Regions from separate parts of the Drosophila melanogaster genome. Here region 1 is linked to region 2. Evidence: chromatin contacts called from public Hi-C data. All regions are on one chromosome and are shown on one strand. The core of a region is the stretch at or near the end of the contact, and the rest is flanking DNA. Distances in the headings are between cores, read along the strand shown.

Evidence for each region. A called contact is a pair of places that touch in the nucleus more often than the background predicts.
Region 1: a Hi-C map of the Kc167 cell line shows a contact between it and region 2, with 2.4 times the contacts expected there. The contact joins the promoter of REG here to the promoter of Tango5 in region 2. A contact is called at or near these places in 2 of 107 Hi-C or Micro-C datasets (both in the Kc167 cell line) and 1 of 6 datasets of contacts at active chromatin or transcription factors (the Kc167 cell line).

The regions. Positions count from the first base shown.
Region 1 is chrX:13,210,845-13,213,692 of dm6, forward strand. REG (Proteasome regulator gamma) reads left to right here and starts at 1,481. Exons shown (of 3, transcript NM_001272573.2): 1 at 1,481-1,548; 2 at 1,606-2,114; 3 at 2,312-2,848. The coding sequence starts at 1,745. The coding sequence ends at 2,679. It overlaps sno (strawberry notch), which reads right to left and starts at 830. Exons shown (of 12, transcript NM_078589.4): 1 at 256-830. The coding sequence starts at 258.
Region 2 is chrX:10,763,036-10,765,735 of dm6, forward strand. Tango5 (Transport and Golgi organization 5) reads right to left here and starts at 1,378. Exons shown (of 5, transcript NM_001298157.1): 1 at 1,135-1,378. Atg8a (Autophagy-related 8a) reads right to left here. Exons shown (of 3, transcript NM_167245.3): 2 at 2,570-2,700; 3 at 1,843-2,500. The coding sequence ends at 2,423.

The sequences.
Region 1 (2,848 bases), core at 231-2,730, 2.4 Mb after region 2:
ACAACAACAAAATGGGTGGACGAGGAAAGAGCGAAAGGCGCAAGAAAAGGAGAAACAACAATTATTGAATGAGTTGGCTACTGCTCCTTCTTCTCATTATTATTCTCCTTCATCAGCTTCTGCAGCCGCTTTGTTTTTGTTTTATGCATGTGTGTGTGGGTAAATGTGAGTGTGTCAAAATTTAGCAACAAAGAAATTTATATTAAGTCATGCTATTGACGGCAACAACAAAAAAGCCAGCTAACTTAAACTTACCATTTTGATTCTCCTGCTTACTGCTAACGGTGGTTGTTCTTGATGTTCGTCCCTCCGATGGTTCTTGTTGTTGTTGTTAACCACAAAAAAAAAATCAACAGACCGCGCACCCACGCGTTTTTCGTTCTTTTCTTGGTTTTTTTTTGTGTTTTGTTTAAAATTTATATATTAATTTCTTTTTAACAATGCGTTTTTGATGCTGTCAACGGAACAGAACAATTGTGCGGCAAGTTAGATAGCAAATGCAGCAAATATAAAAGGCTGGACTCCGCAATTTTCAGCGCGTTAGAAATGTTTTTGTTGTTGTTGTTCTTCCTGTTGTTATTGGTGTTGCGATAATGACTGCATGCGTGTGTGCATGCGTGTGTGTTGTTGTTGTTGAGTGTGTTTTTCTTTTGTTGCTGCACGCGGTATTTCGCTTCGGATAAATTTGTTCGTATGCGTTGTACCGCGCAATACACGCAAAACGAGGAATCGGAATAAAGGAGGAAGGAAACGAGAACGAGACGAGAATGAAGCGACGAAGCCGAAAACACACGTAACATGCCAACTATCGCAACTAACGAGATGCCAACTAGATAGAGCTGGAAAAACATCGATGAGAATCGATAATGGTGAAGCGAGAAAACGTCAGTTTGACGATTATTGATAAGAATGCCGATGTATACTAAAACTTATATTTGGGCACACTTATTTATAGCGTGTTTGCTCTAAAAATATTAATAGCTTAATATTACTTATAATATATATATATGGAAAATATTTTAAAAATATAGATATTTAAATGAAAACATTTTAAATTGCACAAAGGGAGACATAATAAACTTACTTGGTATTTAAACAAATCTATCGGTCTGGCACGCGGTGCACACAAGACTATCGATAAATGGCGCGCGTCTTATTTCTTTATATTTCATGATATATATCCGTTAAATTCTAATCACGTTACAACAAAGTATATGCAAGTTTAACATGGTAAATGAGAAGCGAGCTTCAGCTGTTGCATTTAAATAAATGATGCCAACTGCAATGTACATTAATGCATTTAAATATGTTTTGCCAACTTTAATGTTCAGCTAATTTGTTTATGAAACTGAAAGTAATTAGAAGACTTTCAATCTAAAAAAAGTATAGAAAAAATATATATTGACATTCAAGATATTTAAGATACTTGTGGGGTATTAATTTGCAAAATTTCTGCAAACTTCGACGCTATCGATAAGCATCGATTATTCTTTTTCTTCCACCTCTAGCACCACATGCGTGTTGTTGCTTGGGCATCAAAATTTGTCGGTAAGTCTGGTTTTCCCGCTTTCAATTTCGCAATCCGCCGACACAAGTCCCTAAAAGTCCGCCGATTTCAGACGGTCCGCGTTGCTGATTGTTATTGAGAAGATAAGGAACGAGAAGAACCGGTACTACGCCAGGAGACAGGACTCAGGATCAAAGGCTTCCACGGACACGAAAAGGAATCCACATAGCTAACGAAATGCCTAACGACACTGTGGTAAAGGTGCAGGAGTACAAGGACTCGTTGATCCTCAAGGCAGAGCTGCTAATCACCAAGGGGTTCCCGGAGAATATCGTCCGGCTGAACGAGCTGCTGGCCACGCCGATCTTCAACGAGCGCAACTTCGAAGAAGTGCACCAGGACCTCAACATCCCGGTCCTGCCGCCTCTCCTGGTTAAAAACGAGTTGGAGGATCGTGACAGTCTGCCCACCAAGCGCCAGCGCGTGGATGTCATCGTCTCTGGGCAGCCTGTCATGGGTCTGCCCGCCGGTACAGTGCCGTGCAACAAGCCGCTCTGCGAGATGATCAAGGTCGTCAAGCCTATCATCAGGAAGCTTGTGGAGGATTGTAAGTACACCGTATATTCAAGCGTCTCAACCTAATAAATGTTTTTATGCTATTCAAGAGCCCCTTCAATTTTCCTAAAACAATGAATTCCAAGAATTTTTACATTCGAACGGTACAAATGCCAGTAGCTAAAGTTTTGCCTGACATTAAGCTTTTTAATGAATACCTAGTAATTTCTGAATTGATTTCTTTTGCAGCCAATCTACTTAAGATGTGGATCTCCTTTATGATACCCAAGATCGAGGATGGCAACAACTTTGGCGTCTCCATTCAAGAGGACACGCTTGCCGAAATTCAAACTGTGGAATCCGAGGCGGCCGCCTTCTTTGACCAGATATCGCGCTATTTCTTGTCGCGCGCCAAGGTGGTGTCCAAGGTGGCCAAGTATCCGCACATCGATGATTATCGGCGCGCAGTCGTCGAACTTGACGAGAAGGAGTACCTCAGCTTGTGGCTGGTCGTTTGTGAGGTCCGCAATCGCTACTCCTCGCTGCACGACATTGTTATTAAGAACCTCGAGAAGCTAAAGAAGCCGCGCTCCTCAAATACCGAAAGCCTGTATTAGGCTAGGTATTTCCGAAGCCCGAGCCTCAACTTTTTTTTTTCCTTTCCATCATCTTACTTTTCAATCAATAATCAGCCCGTAGAGCGGACGGTCAGCAATTCTTGTCGCTACTCAAAAAGCTAAGATTTTCCAATTCGGTTTACAAACATCAAAATTCTTTAATTGAAGA
Region 2 (2,700 bases), core at 128-2,627:
AAACTTATTGTTGGGTAATTATATTAATAACTTATATTACTGACTGTTTTATTTTTTTTTTTAACTGGAAGTGTATAAAAGTGTCGGCTGTTTCTCTGTATGTTTTTTTTCTCACTTTTATGCGGGTTAGTTGATAGTTTCCCTCAATTGAATTTGATTTGCGGCGAGAATGGCTTCAATTTTTCGGCAAGTGTGCCTGTGTGTGCGCGTGTTAGTGTGTGTTAGGCGGAAAAGCACAACAACAACAATAACAATAAAGACATTCTGCTGACAGAACGACAGCGATTACAACAACAATTACGAGGGACGTAGCGTGAGATTATCATGCGATACTTGAGCACCAATAAAATGAATCCACATGCGCGTAAAAAAGAGAGACGGCGGTCAGAAAGAGAGGGAGGGAGGGATGTATGGTGGGAGGAAGGGGAGGCGGCACAAGAAGCAGGCGACTTCAGAATCAGAAGCGCAAAACAGAAGCGAAAAACAGGGCCACAAAGCGAACAACAAAAACAAGCTGAGTGGACAATAACACGACTGCTGTCGTTGCTGTTGTTGTTATTGTTTCACTTTCTGGCACTTTTGTTATTATAGCACTCATTTGTTCTTTCGATTTGGTCTAGTCAGCGTGTTTAGCCATAATTCAATAAGCGCTAAGTTCACTTCTCTTTCGCTTTTCTCACTTAAACATTTGAATTTTTGTGTGGCAATCGCTGCAGCTGTTTTTCATAAGCTGGAGTTCAAAAACCCAGGGGGTGGTGGGTTGCTTTTCCGTTGCAACCACCCTCTGACAGCAAGAACAACAAACCAGACGACAAAGCATAAAAATCAATCGCACCCACACAACAGTTATTTCGGGGTTCTCTTCTTTTTTGAACTCTCAATTTTCACTTTGTTACTAATTTCCGTCGTCACGAGTTACAACAGCAACACCACCACCAACAACAACAGAGACACAATCATATGCACAACAACAAAAACACGAATAGCACAGCAAAAACAAACAATTCGCAACAGCTAATAGATTTTCATCTGATGTTTCCTTTCTGCACCTTTCCGAGCTGTTCGGTAACGTGTCCGTTGTTTGTTTAATCCGGCTTTTCAGTGGCCGATCCGACAAGGTGGACTTTAGTTTACCTGCTTCTCTGACAGTTTGGCACGGTGTTTTTACAAAACCTTTTCGGTGAAAAACTGCGAGGCCAACGAACAGTGTTGCCAGATGGTGAAATTGGCTAAAAAATCCACGAAATTCAAACGTGCTCAGTCGTCCGCCAAATGCGTCAAAAATACTAACTACCAAAAATATATCGCAATTTAATCGTACTTATTGTGTGGAGCTGTCCCTTTTTAGCACATGCTCTCCTTATGGCTGACTTGAGATATTGCTTTGCAGCACTTGATGGTGTGACCAGCTGTGTTTTGATGACAGTGCTGCCCATAAAAACGTTTGTGGGCGGCAATTTTGAATGGCTAGCAAAGTGCCTTTGCTGCGATAAGATAAGCAAACAATAAACAAAGTGATTTCTTTTCAATTTAATTTGCACACTTAAACTTTTGCGTTGCGAATGGTATCATAAGTACTACCTTTTACGCCTTCAATTTAAAATAAATAAATGCTTTTGTTACTAATAGCAAAGAATAAAAAAAAACACCCACTCATTGCTAAAGCTCATTTCATTTTTAAAAGATAAGGACTCATTGTTCGGTGAACAAAAGAAAAAGCAGTATAAAATAACTTCTTCCTGTCACTTATCGCTGAATCATCTAAGCGTGATATACGTGATTGCAAACTGAAAACGAAGAACAATCCAAATAAACAAACACCCTTTGCATGTGTATTTTTGTGGTTTTTGTTTATTTAATAATAGATTAATTACCGTACACTTAACCGAGAGAGTCCTATTCGTAACCATACACACTAAATATGCACAGAATTTTGTTGCATCGTGAATAAAAAAAAAAATAGTGAATTCATTGAAATATTAGCAAAGTAACAAAGTAAAGTACAAAGCATTCGCACGGATCAATTACAGCAATGGAAATTAAATGGCCCAGAAAGGGTGTGAATAGATCTGTTTTTTGTGGGGAAAGTTGGTTGGTTGGTTGTTTCGTTAATGGGTAGGACACAAAGCAGAGTTTAATTGAAATACTAACGCGTTTGGAAAATGTATATATATAAAATAATGTTCACATAACAATTGTTTTTGTAGTTTTCGGTTTTTGTGGATTTTTTTTGTTGCCCTGCGTATCAGATCAATTTCAAGTTCTTTTCATGTGGCATTTCCTGCGGTTTTCCTCAATTCGTTTAGCTAACTCGCCGTCCATATTGTAAGCTTGCATGCTAAACACAAAATATATTTTATTTATATATAGATTTCTGTATAGGGGGGGGGCTTCATTCCGATGCATCCCGACCGGAGCAAAGTTAGTTAATTTTGGCCATGCCGTAAACATTCTCATCGGAGTAGGCAATGTACAGGAAATAGTCCTCCTCGTGATGTTCCTATAAAAATACATCGAACGTATGTGATTCGATTGCAAGGCTAATAATAATGGGCATTGTGGTAATTACCTGGTACAGGGAGCCCATGGTAGCCGATGTTGGTGGAATGACGTTGTTCACAAAGAAGAAGAGGGCATCCTCGGGACGCAGGTGGATGCGCTTGCGAATGAGGAAGTAGAACTGACCGACGGTCAGGTCGG